Linked DNA regions of Mus musculus: all the other regions are linked to region 1. Evidence: chromatin contacts called from public Hi-C data. All regions are on one chromosome and are shown on one strand. The core of a region is the stretch at or near the end of the contact, and the rest is flanking DNA. Distances in the headings are between cores, read along the strand shown.

What was found. Hi-C and Micro-C count contacts between places; a contact is called where the count stands out from the background.
Region 2: a contact with region 1 is called in a Hi-C map of nephron progenitors, with 2.3 times the contacts expected there. The contact joins the enhancer-like site here to the promoter of G630016G05Rik in region 1. A contact is called at or near these places in 2 of 39 promoter capture datasets (embryonic stem cells and liver), 2 of 484 Hi-C or Micro-C datasets (nephron progenitors and uterus), 9 of 115 datasets of contacts at active chromatin or transcription factors (bone marrow-derived macrophages, craniofacial prominence, differentiating embryonic stem cells and 6 more) and 2 of 9 other capture datasets (adipose tissue and embryonic stem cells).
Region 3: a Hi-C map of embryonic limb bud shows a contact between it and region 1, with 5 times the contacts expected there. The contact joins the enhancer-like site here to the promoter of G630016G05Rik in region 1. A contact is called at or near these places in 4 of 39 promoter capture datasets (embryonic stem cells and erythroid cells), 12 of 484 Hi-C or Micro-C datasets (differentiating embryonic stem cells, embryonic limb bud, embryonic stem cells and 1 more), 14 of 115 datasets of contacts at active chromatin or transcription factors (astrocytes, craniofacial prominence, differentiating embryonic stem cells and 7 more) and 1 of 9 other capture datasets (embryonic stem cells).

What each region holds. Positions count from the first base shown.
Region 1 is chr2:116,064,382-116,068,500 of GRCm38.p6, forward strand. It overlaps G630016G05Rik (RIKEN cDNA G630016G05 gene), which reads left to right and starts at 2,844. Exons shown (of 5, transcript NR_153841.1): 1 at 2,844-2,959; 2 at 3,803-3,869. It overlaps Meis2 (Meis homeobox 2), which reads right to left and starts at 677. Exons shown (of 12, transcript NM_001159568.1): 1 at 421-677. The coding sequence starts at 432.
Region 2 is chr2:115,308,078-115,312,356 of GRCm38.p6, forward strand. No RefSeq gene overlaps it. Among named protein-coding and RNA genes, the nearest start is that of 4930528P14Rik, 34 kb to the right of the region's middle. Within about 2 kb of position 2,259, at least 19 of the 459 cell types and tissues checked have an H3K27ac peak or open chromatin away from gene starts, as enhancers often do. A contact at or near this core is called in nephron progenitors, where this site is marked.
Region 3 is chr2:115,130,510-115,135,131 of GRCm38.p6, forward strand. No RefSeq gene overlaps it. Among named protein-coding and RNA genes, the nearest start is that of 4930528P14Rik, 210 kb to the right of the region's middle. Within about 2 kb of position 1,897, at least 15 of the 459 cell types and tissues checked have an H3K27ac peak or open chromatin away from gene starts, as enhancers often do. A contact at or near this core is called in embryonic limb bud, where this site is marked.

The sequences.
Region 1 (4,119 bases), core at 1,594-4,093:
ACACGCTCTCGCCGCCCGCAGAGAACCCGGGGAATCACGCTGCCGGGGTAAAAGCTGGAGCGAGGCGAAAGCGTGTAACAATTGCACACAAGTACACACACACACACACACACACACACACACACACACACACACACACACACACACACACCACTCACACGCTCTCGCCGCCCGCCCGCTCGCTCAGCGCTGGGACACGCGCGGCCAGACACGCACACACGCACGCACACACACTCTCACACACGCAGAGGCACAGGGGGGAAAGAAGCCGGTGAATAATTTTGTTACTATTTTTTAAAATACTGGCCGCCATCATCATCAAGCAACCAGCAGCAGCCAGCTCAAAGGGAGAGAAGGCATGGGGCAGGGCCCTGTAGGAGAGGATTTATATCTAGGTAAGTGTTGGAGATTTAAACCTACCCTTTGCGCCATCAGTCTGCGCTCCAATAAACTCCTGGATGTGTCGTATATTTAATATCCCAGTCCGGATAAGAAAGTGAGCTAGGTTGAAGAGTCCTTTTTTTCCAAACCAAGGAGACTTCTCCCAATTTTCCAATGTTATTTTTTGGGGGGTGGGGAAAGCCCAGTCAAGAAAACGAAGAATTTTTTTCAGTGATATTTCTTCTTTTTCTCTTTTTTCCTCTTCTTCCTCCTCCTCCTGATCTTCCTCCTCCTCCCCCTCCTCCCCCTCCCCTCCTCCTCCTCTTCGGTCCTCCTTTACTCCTCTTTCTCTTCTTTTCCTCTTAGTTGAAAAAAAAAAAGAAAAGAAAGAAAAGAAAAAGAAAAAAAATTGTCAAGCCCCCGAACTGAAGGTTACGAGCGGCCAGTCAGCAGCCCACATGTAACCGAACTGTCGAGTTTCATGGCTTTTTGCCACTCCAGCTGTCAATCAAAGCCCGGAATGTCAAGGTAGTGAATGAATGATGGTTGATGATGATGAAGAGGAGCAATCTTTCAGACCCGTTTTTTTTTTCTTCCAGTAAAACTCCGCGAGGGGTTTCTGCTTCTTGAATTCTTCCTCCCCCCTCCCCCCTCTTTTAGCTTTGCCCCCAAAATAGCTCTAATATGATCCTCTCTTTTTAAAGTATTGTTCAAAGAAAGCAAGGAGAAAACCAAGAAAAAAATGAATAGTTTGCAAAAATTGGACTTCCTCCCCCCCTCTCTGGTAGGTATTTTGTCTTTCCCTCTCTCTCTTTCTCGCTCGCTCTCACTCGCGCTCGCTCTCTCGCGCTCTCTTTCTCTCTCTGGGAGATGAGTGAGTGTCAGTAGGTGTTGGCAGGTTGGCTGCAGCCGGGCTTATAGTAGAGCCTCAGTTTGGCGGCGCGGGTCGGCGGCGGGAGAACGAAATGACGGAACCCGGAAGTCGTGGTGGCCATAGCCCGTCCTACGGCGGAGACACATCCCGAGAGTGGGGAGCTGGAGCGAGGAGGAGCGCGCAGCGCGGAGCCTCTGATATGCAGCGAGTGCGGTCGGACGGCCCCGGGGGGGGGGGGGGGGGCTGGGGAAGGGGAGGCTGGAGCGGAGAGGACCGGAGCAAATCAGCAAGCCTGCTTCTCCAGGGGGACGACGCGGGAGGGAGAGGAAGAGGGGAGGGAGGGGGGATGAGGGAGGGGGAAAGGGGGAAGGGAGGGAAGGAGGGAGAGCGACAGGAGAGGGAGAGAGAGGGAGAGAGAGAGAGAGAGAGAGAGAGAGAGAGAGAGAGAGAGAGAGAGAGAGAGAGAGAGAACACGCGTGATTGGAGGGGGAAGGAAGAGAGGTGGAAGAGGACAGGGAGAGCGCAGACAGGAAAACTGCAGAAAGCCACAGGGAAAGTACGGTACAGACTCAGATCTTTTTATTTTCAACTTACTTCTCGTTTATTTCCCCACCACTCCTCTTGGCTCCTGCCTAACTGGGTCGCGTTGGGGATGTTTGGCATGGCGCTCTAGCTTTTGTTCGTTTTAATTCCGCGGCCCCCTTCCTCTGCCGGCGGATTACTAGGTCCCGAACTCTGCCACTACAACCTAGAGCAGCAAGCTCCGCCAACTGCACCACCGCCAGGCTAGGATTTTTGTTGTTGTTGTTGTTGTTGTTGTTGTTAAGTGGTACTTTCTTTCTCGTGCAGATGCAGAGCCCTTTTTGTCAATATTCATTTTTGTCTAGTACAAGATATGAGCAGCTGAACTCGGAGCATAGTCCCTCGGTGCGCTGCAGACAGTGTAGACCACCATTGAGAGTCTAGGGGTCCTGGGCTCAATCTGGAGGGAGAAAGCAGGATGAGAGTTAGTAGGGCGGGAGTTAGTGGGGTAGGAGTTAGAGGAGAGGGAGTTGTTTGGTGTTTGTTGTTTACCGATGTAGACAAGTGTGTGTGTGTGTGTGTGTGTGTGTGTGTGTACGCGCGCGTGCGTGCGTGCGCGTGACCGCTGTGCGCCTCTAAAGTGAATCTTGGATCTAGGAAGCACCGGAGGAGAAAGATTAAAAAGCATGTGAGACAGAAGATGCTTGCGAGGAGTGGCTGGCTCTGGCTGCCCAGCTTTGTTGTGGTTGCCCTGGGCGCAGCGGTTGTAAAGAGGGCTAAAGGCTGAGTTAATTACACCGGGAGGATTTCGCTGGATGGGGACCATGGGACTGGCTCCTAAAGTTTTCCCAAAAGGAAAAGGAAGCGAGTAGGGTTAAAAAGGTAAATACCCGACTAGGTTTTGGTAGAAACTAGTTCTGGCCGGGGTCCCGCCCAATCCCTGGCCGGAGTTCCAGCTGGCTTTACCTCTGCTCTGCTGTTTCCCCGCGGCTGCGCGTCAATCACCGAGAGACGAGAGCTGGGGGCGGAGCTTTGGTCACCCGGCGCGCGTAGCCGGGTTCACCCTGCCGCCACCAGGCAGCTGGCAGCGCGACCCAGCCACGCACTGGGAGCGCGCCCTCTCCCCAACTTCTCACCCTCGCCCTGGGTTCCGGGCCCCAGGCCCAGAGAATAGCAAACAGAGTAAGGGTTTGCTGTTCAACTGCGGCCTCCCTCCCCAACTCTGAACCATCCCGTGACAGAAAGCAGCGCCTCCTGCAAGGGTGCCTTTGACTGGACTTTCTCATGGGGGCGGGGGTGGATGGGAGTGGTTAGGTATAGTAGAGTGGTGTGTGTGTGTGTGTGTGTGTGTGTGTGTGTGTGTGTGTGTGTGTGTGAGAGAGAGAGAGAGAGAGAGAGGACTTACAGAGAGAGGGAGAGGGAGACGGAGAGGGAGAGGGAGGGAGGGAGGGAGGGAGAGAGAGAGAGAGAGAGAGAGAGAGAGAGAGAGAGAGAGAGAGAGAGAGGTTTTTCTCCCATTTAGCATCTTCCTGGTTTCCTAGCAAGCTTCTGAACATCCCAAGCTAGCTAAAACTACTGCATGCCGAGACTCCATGCGGAGTCTGAGGAAATTTGGCCTCGTTCTCCTAGGGCTGGTGAATGAGCTCCGGAGGTCAATAAAGCCCTCCAAAAATGATGAATGATTGAGCACCTGTGATGATGATAGTGATTACCAGAGCAATTAAACAGTTTGATTAAATGAGCCATCATAACAATGATGTCTGCGGGAAATCGGCCCTCACATATAAAGACAGTGTGGAGGGGCTGGCAGAGGCCCGGAGAGCGCGCCGGGAGAGGGGTTGCAGCCCGTGCGAGTTTGGCTCCAGTGGCCAAAGCAGGGAAGGCGGCCTCGGGGACCTTCTGGGAGCAGAGTCCAGCCAAGGGTTTCCCTCTCTTTCCGCTTCAAGCCCAAGACAGCAGAGCAGTTTGGAACCCGAAGGACTATATGGTCCTTTCCCCCTCCCCCACCACTTTTTTCCCCCCTAGAAGAACTTCAAGATTACAAATATCCGTCTCATTTGATGCTGAATTACTCGTGGACAGATAAGAAAAGGTAAGTAAAAAGAAAAGGAAAAGTTGGCCTCCAGAATTTTTTTTTTTGGGAGGGGGTGAAGTTAAATCTCAGTTTATCCTCCTAGGGTAAAAGAGAGGGAAAGAGAGAGAGGGAGGTGAGACACACACAGAGACAGACACAGAAAGGAGAGACACAGAATATGAGAGAATATTTGGCCTGGCTGAAGACCGTTTTCTGCTTCACAGAGTTGTGAATGATACTGGATCCAAGTTGTCGGCCCAGCACTGTT
Region 2 (4,279 bases), core at 1,009-3,508, 760 kb before region 1:
TTGTCATACATATTAACAGTTTATCTTGACCACATTGTTTCCTCCTAATGTCTTCTTCCAACTGCTCTGGGACTCCCACACATACTTCCCTCTCTATTTTATGTCTGCTGTCTTTAACTTTTAAGTAATATTTTTAGCTCAGTAAGACCAGTTAATATTGGGACTTGAATGTGGAGTTATCCACTGGGGCATGGACAACCTTCCAGTGACCATACTGAAAACATACATACATCATTAAAACATGCATACATACTTACATATATATATATATATACTTACATACATATTTACATACATACATATTTACATACATACGTAAAAGCAAGTCTCCCTCCCATAGCAGCCAGTAATTGCCATAGGATTTTTATTTGCTTTTAGATTTATTTAATTTATTTAATGTATATGGATGTTTTGTCTGCATGTATGTCAGTGTACAATGTATATCCTGATGCCTGCAAAAGCCAGAAGAGGGCATTGGGTCCCCTAGAACTGGAATTACTCCACGTGGATGCTGGGAATTAACCTGTGTCCACTGGAATGGCAACACATGCTCTTAGTTTCTCTGCCATCTTTCCTGGCCCTGCCAATAGGATTATAAACATGTATCCACACATATTGTTTGCCACAGAATCAGTCCTGTATAATTCCCTATACCTCTCTCTATATCTACTGTCTCTAGAAATGCTAAGACTATTCTATGTATGAATGTTAAATGGCACCACAAAATAAAAACCTAGTACTCTAAGATCTGCTTGTGACAATACCAAAGAAGTCACATTTTGCTTCCAAACTGAAATGAAATGGTGACCTGAAAGTTTCCTGAAAACATAACACTCACAAGCACGCTGCAATGTCTTAGCCTCAGATACTAAAGCAAAGTAGGTCAGAAAAATCATTCTACATTGCTGTGCTAATCAACTTTATCAAACTAGTGAAAAATATCAAGAACATCAAATGTTACAAGAGATAAAATATCATGGAAAACAAATTAATTGGTAACAATATGGAAGTAGATTATTCTCCAAAACTGTTTGTTATTTCATTTTAATGTATAATTTTTACATGTATAGATGTTTACCTGTATGTATTTCTGCATACCACATGTGTTTCTGATGCATGGAGTGGCCAGAAAAGGTTAGCAGATCTTCTGAAACAGGAGTTGCAGATGTTTGTGAGCAACCATGCGGGTGCTGAGAATCCATTGTGTGCCCTCTGCAAGAACTACAAATGCTATGAGTCTCTATGCCATCTCTCTACCCCTAGTTACTATTACTTTAAAGGGGGTTTGCTTGTGTTCAATTAAAACTCAAGATCAAACTGCAAGGAATGGAAAATACTGGCTCTTTGAATTGCAAAGAAGAGAAAGATTTTAGAAAACATACAAATCCTGACAACTAGCTCTAAATAATTGAGTATGGGTACAAATTGCAGTTCAAAACACTGGAGGAAACATTTTGAATAGAAGCTGTGGTTCATGTGTCTAAAGAGGTAGTTTAATCTCAGTAAAACATTCACTGCAGGATATCCAAGTGTTTTCTATGCTGTATATCTAGTTTTTATAATTACCCACAAGTTACAAGTAAAAAAAATAAACTCATATACATAGCATTCAAGATACATTCATAATTATTTTTACTTTAATAGGAGTCTTTCCTTGTCAATTATACTGTATGAAGCTCTGAAGGTGTTTCCATTTAAATTTTTTTCTTTCACCTTGTTTCTGCCTTACAAAAGGACTTGCATCAACACACCAATGGTGCAGAATGATCAGGCCAACATGCCCCAACAAAGAGTCTTTTTCCTCCAGTAGGCCAAATCACAGCCATTTGACTGTAATTTCAGAAGCAATGACAGTTCTCAGAACTATCATTACTGTACTTTAGGCAAGGAAATCTAAACTGGGATTTTCAGTTGTGCAATGTGTAGGATGGAGCTGATTTACAGTGAGTCAGTCAGGATCACAGAACAAGCTGTCTAATGTGCCCACTCCATTTCTGGTAGACTATAAAGTGCATGGATTAGTACTTGTGCCATGTCAGCAAGAGCGACAGGAGTTTGACCTTTTTCCATAACAGGAGAAAGCCTGGGCTTCCACTGCCTTTTCCTTCAGGAGTTCCTTGCGGGGCACGGTAACATATCATTACTATGACATCACTGCCAGTGGTTGCCATTTCAGAGAAAACATACAAATGGCCCAATAATGGGTTTCTTCATGCGTCAGTGGAAGTCTGTAAAAGGAGCTTTGTTGTGTCCTTATTGTCTGATGTACTGGGACTGGAGTGCCTTTTTGACCTTGGCATTGTCATTCATATCTCTGGACACAATACAGCTGGGCTAGGAGTTGAAGGAAAAAAAGAATAAATCAGAAGGAACTATGTTGTCTCATTTGGACAGTGTGAGACCAAATGTGGAGTTTCCTGTCCATTTGTGTTAACCTCTGTGGAGATAAGGACTCAGGGTTGCTTTCCTTCTGTGTGTGGAGATGGCCTAGCTGGCTCAGAGTCAGGAGCTGTAGTCTCAGACAAATTATTGATTTGTTGAATGTTACTTTGTCAAAGCATCCCAGCTTGGGCTTCAGTACAAGTGGTATTAATGCTGACACCTCAGACTCAGAGCTATTTAAACAGAGAGTTGGTAGACAAGGAGATGCTGTTGTTCGTTCATGAATACACTTACACACAAATCGTTTGAAAGCCTGGTGTTCCAGCTTACAAAAATTTGCCCTTTGTCACATTAACAGATGCATCAAAGAAAAAAGGGGGGTGGTGAACCAAAGGTATGTGAGGAGCACACATTCTTCTTTGGTTCTCAGGCATCCATTGCCTCTTTTCCTGGTAGTAAGCTGAGTTAGAGTTTTGGTCCAGTACAGAGATGGGAAAGTACTACCATCTCAGCAATAGAACTGATGAAAAAGACTAGGATGTCTCTACAGCAGAGGCAAGAAAGAATAAGAGAAAGTACATTTGCTCAAACATTTACAGAACTAGCATTTAAATCCTGTTCACTCACTTTGGTAGACCAAGTGGTACACAACTCTTATCATAAAAAAGAGACAGGATTAATATATGTGTGTGTGTATGTGTGTGTATGTATGTATGTATGTATGTATGTATATATTAATAATTGAATCTGAGGAAACATCTTATATAAGTACTCAGAAGAACAAGGACATAATCATGTAACAAAACTGAATGGCAATCTGCATCAAACTTGGTGTTTAAATAATAGCCTCATACAAGATACCTAGTATTCTGGGAGACTGTCAAGCAGAGCTCCAATGAGATAGTTTAGAATAAAAAACAGACTCAAGTCATGTTCTCACTGGTAGTTTTCTTATGCTTCTCCACCCCCCCCCCCTTTTCTGCCTTGCCACCATAGACATGCTTTGGCTTTAACTGGACGCATCCCATCTCAGCCGGTAAGGAGTCACAAAAGGCAACATCGAAAGTCAAGAGGAGAACTTAGGAAATGCTGTTGATTTGGGTTTCTGTATTTAGAAGATCATGTCATTTCAATGGATGTTCCGAAATTTGTGTATGTCCTCATTTGAAACACTTTACTGTAAATAATATTTAAAAGAGCTGAACAAAACACATATATACAGTTCATTCATTTCTTATACCAAACATCTGTGTGCTGCACCAAGAATTAGAACCCTTCCTTTGCTTCTCATTTCCTTCCCCAAGGGCTGTCCCTTTCCCCTTCCCCTGTGACTTGCATTGTCCTGGACTTTATGATAATTGCCTTTCCTGTATTTTTATATCTAAACATACATCTTTTAACCACAAGAGTTTATTTTTGTGTGTTTTCTATTTTTACCTCATATAAATGGAATTATACAAGGTATCTTTGTGTTATTGGTTATTTTTCTCTTAACACTTTATCTGTGTCGTTCATGCAGGTATGGTATACAGCTTTAGTTGGGTATTCTTAACATACATATATATTATGGAATGGCTGTTTCTGTTTTTTGTGTTCTTCTGATTAAGTTGCTATGAATGTCTTCTGCACCACATTGAAATACAGTTCTGTTGGACAGATATGAGGGATGTGATTAGGTCTTTAGTGGTGAAGTCACAAAGTGAAATCTGTAATCCATGCCTTTAATACAGAAAACTGTGTCTAGTGTGTACTGCATTAGAATAATAGAGGAGAATACATTGTATTTTAGTGCATTGTGTTTTATATTTGATGTGTCAAGATACCTCACATTAAATACTAAATAATGATGAGCAACATCAATAGCTTTTATGAAAATTACTGAGGGAAAAATATCCAA
Region 3 (4,622 bases), core at 647-3,146, 930 kb before region 1:
AATATACTAATGGATATCTATGAAAACATAGAAAAAGACATTTTTAGATAATATAGCATCATAAATGACACTGTAAGCATATATTATGCTTTTATTGAAGTCTTGTACTTAAACATCAGGGCCAGGTGGTTTTGCCAATAAAAATTCTACCAATTACTCAAAAACTCTACGATTTCAATCTCTTTGGACTCTGCCAGAAGGCATAAAAAGAGGCACTGCAGCTCTACCCACAGAACAGGCTACTCTGAACTCAAGTCAGAAAAGGGTAGAAAGGGCAATAAATCTCAAGTCTATTATATTCACAAGTTTATATGCAGAATTTTTCAAAGATAGAAAAATGACACACACATATAAGTGCACAGACACCATTTATTTTATTGTATAAAGTCAAAATTAATTTATTGCTAATATAGAGATCAACAGTCATTTGAGTGGGTGCACACACACACACATGCCCACACACCCACACCCACACCCACACACACACACACCCTCATACAGGTAACTTAAGTCATTTCCCTAATAAATAAAGGAAATACATTTGGGTAAATTCAATGAATTTAGTCTCATGTATGTAATCAGTCCCCCTCAGCATACAGCCTTCTTATGTGACATCTCTCAAGACAAGTAGTTACTGTGACCTTAGATCACATATAACAAAAGTGATAGTGCTTAAAAAGGAAGATGTCTAACTATGGTTGCTTACTTATAAAATATATTTCATTCTGTTAAAAAATATAATGTAGAGAGGAATTGTGGAAAATAAGAATAAGAATATTTCAAGGTACAGGAGGCCAGCATACTTCATGTATGAGAGAAAATATACAATATTTACTGGCATCAGTTTAGGATCTCACTATTCTGTTTCTCATAGGTTGCAAAGAGTTTAATAGCACACACACACCTGCAGGTCTGTGTTGATCATGGCATAAATTGTTAGTGATATCATGGAATCATCCTATATGTCCATGAAGAGATAAATAATAACATAAATGAAATATACATATATATATGTGATATAATATTATCCCATCATAAAGAAAAAAACCATGTCATTATCAAGGATGTAGGCAGAATTACAGGTCATTATATCAGGCAACATGAACGGTATTTGAAGGATGAAATGCCTAGATAAAAATCTCTGTGCTACAGAGCACTCATGCATAATTTTGATGTTCTTCATCTAGTGGCATAGTATGGATCCTTGATTAGAACCCAACAATATGAGTTTCCTGACCCATCTGGGCTATTTTCAACTACAAAACAAATGTCTTTCTAGGTGATGGCTTACAGACTGTGTTCTTGAGAATGTGAGTGCATCCTTCCTGTCTGGTTTTATCTCATTTCTGTGTCAAGAGCATTGTTGTCAGCAGCATGTGGCACAACAGAGACAAGCATGAATCAAATGAAGCCGGCACTGCTCCAGTTTCCTTTGCCTCTCCTGGGTCCTGCCCTAGACTCTCCTACTGAACTTGGCACCTGTGCCTTGGATGCCTAGCAGTTTAGTATTGTGATCCCTTCTTGCCTCTAATATGCTGCATGTTATATTCTTAACCCTCATTTGCTGCTTGAGTTTCCTTACAGAGAAAAGAAGAGGAGAGCTTGGCCAAGGAGGTTCGCTCCAGCCTTAAGTGAACATGAAGTCTTATAGAGGAGGCCAGACTCATAGTGAGAAAATAATGCTGGCACTAATCCACTTAGAATTTCACAGCCTCTCTACTTCCCTACCTACAATGTGGATTGGTTTAACACCCTTTGTTGGGGTTATTTGGGCATTCCCTTCAAATGCTAATGACCAACTAGTCTAACACCCTTTATTGGTGTTATTCTGACAGACCCTTCAATAGTGAATGAATAGCTTGCTTTGTTTCCATAGACCAGGGAGCCAAATAACTTGGGGACCTAGAAGCAAATTATTTCTGTGACATAGACCCGCCCTGAATGATGGATTGGGCTGTATGGTGGCTGCTTCACTGAAGACTTGGATTTCCCTACCCATCACACACCAAGCCAAAAGGAGCTAAACCATTTTCTCCTCATTATCACCTCATTAAGCTCCCCAAGCCAGTGCAGACTGGGTAGAGGCCTGCTACAGGTAGCTTAATGAGTTTCTTATTTATAGGCCCAGTGCTGTTATGCAAAAGCTTGTTATTCCCAGGCTTAGAGTATGGTATTTTCTAAAGGGAGTTGAGAAATATAATTATCAAACGCCTTGGTATGGGTCTCACACAGCTACATGGCCCCTGGTTTCACAATACATTTGTTAGTTACACAGATTTGATATTGTGTCATGATGTTTACTCCGATTTTCTTGTTTTTCTTTTCACAACCCAGAGCAGATGCTGTCCCAGATGTGGGACATGCAAGTGATTGACAGCTCCGCAGCAGCTCTGCATTCATCACTGGATGGGCACTTTGCAGATTCCTAACTTTGGCTGTGGGAGGAAAAGTGCCTCCCCAACTGTTCTTTATATCTTTTTCCTGCCTTACGTGTGACTTGGTAGACACATCTATGTGAGGATCTCACATTCACACCCTACAAGAAGATATGATACATTATTATAATCCATATGCAAATATGAAAAAGTCACAAGTCCTGCTTCCTAGGCTCAGTTTTTAAAAAAATATAATAATTGCCACAACTTTATAGCTTTATTTAACAAGGCCTTTGTCTAGCATTGGGAAAGGTAGTGACAGAATACAAAAAGAAAGACAGATACACTGGTTGTCCTCATATAGTCAACGAAATTTAGCGTCCTGCAAAAATACTAATAACTGATGAATATGAATATATCTACATTTAATGAAGTAAAATTAGAATATAACTAGGCTGTCAAAAATGATGGAAACAATCTTTACATATACTGGGAAGTTGCTTTATTGCAATGTTAGCTGATACTAAACATGCAGTGCCTCTGGGGAATGGCTGAAGATATAAAAGAAACCAAACATATTGGAAAGATGGTTCAACAGTTAAGAGCGTGTACTGCTTTTGCAGGGGACCTGAGTTTGGTTCCCAGCACCCCTGGCGGCTGTTCCCAGCCACCTGTAACTTCAGCTTCAGGGGATCTGATGCTCTCTTCTGGCCTTTCCTAGTGCTGCGTTCATGTGTACAAACCTACACAGAGATAACACACACACACACACACACACACACACACAGACACACACACACACACACACACATAATTAAAATATAAAGTGATATTTTAAAATGTTAGAGAAAGAATAGATGGAGTTAATGAAATGATGTGTCAATAAAGACAGCATGGGAGTTTCAGGCTCTGCTCTGGCTAGGGAAGACACGCTTGTTTCTTGTTTGGGTTCCATAAGCATTAGTGAGATTCCTAGTAAAGAAACACAGTAAGGGTAGACTGTTAATATGAAAAACTGTAAATATGAAGAGCATTTTTTAAACTTTGTATTGATTCTTTGTAAATTTCACATCTTGCATCCGAAGTCCACCCATATCCCTGCCCCATTATATCCTCCCTCTGCCCTTGCAACCTCCATCCAAAAGGAAAGAAAAAAAATATATAAAAAGAAAAAAATCTGGTCATGGAAGCTGCAGTGTGTCACACAATATAGTTTTTGTCTACACATCTTTACTCGTAAATGTTCATTGCAATGCATCATTGGCCTGCGTCGAGGCCCTCCGGCTTCTACATTAGCAATACTAGATTAATTTCCCAGAAGTTATGTAAGGGAATGACTGGTAAATCTAGAATAGTCAAGTCCCATCACTGACAACAGTCATGTGAAGCAGCTACAAATGTTAAACTGTGAATAGCACAACATTATTCTATAAGAAAACATTGACGTAAAAGAAGAATTACTATCATATTAATTTTAAGGCTTCAAACTTTCGCATTAGCTTGTCAGACAATTGTTAGCTTATTTTAAAGGAAAAAGAAATGTGTGTTAGGTGAACTTTTGTTCTTCCCATCTATTGACAAGACTTCAAAACCTTCTCAAAGCTAAAAACAACTTTGACATGTTTTAAAGTTTTTCATTCAATAATTGACATTTTATCATCACATTACTTAATTACATCTAAGTCGGCTTTATTAATATTCTAAAAATAAAAGCACTTGACACAACTGAAATAATGCCTATTTTAATTTTGAGGACTTCACAAAGTCATATTGTATAAATATCTATATTTACAAGTGAATCTGGAAGTGTTAAGCTCGATTGTTTCTGGGCAACGTGTAAAGCTGGAATCTTCCTAAGAACATGGCTCTCACACTTCACAGCATCTTGAAAGCATCAGGACTTTACAGAAGCCACAGCATAACCAGTAATCCCACAAGACCAAAAACTAAACATCCCCATTACAGAAAAATGGCTTGTTAAGAAAAAGTATAATTTCACTGTGAGTACTATCAAAATAGATGCATCACCATATTCTTACTATTGATACAGAAATAATCAAGGCAACCTCTTTACACTTTTTGTTAATGGTCAATATTCCCTCTAATGTTTCAAAAGCCTGCTTTTCCTATAGACAGAATCCTCAAGACTGACAAAAGTTTCAGCCCTTACAGAGCACAGAGGTGTACCTGACTATCAATGGGAATTCACAACATAGAATGGTTTGTTCTTTTTGCCCGTGATTTACA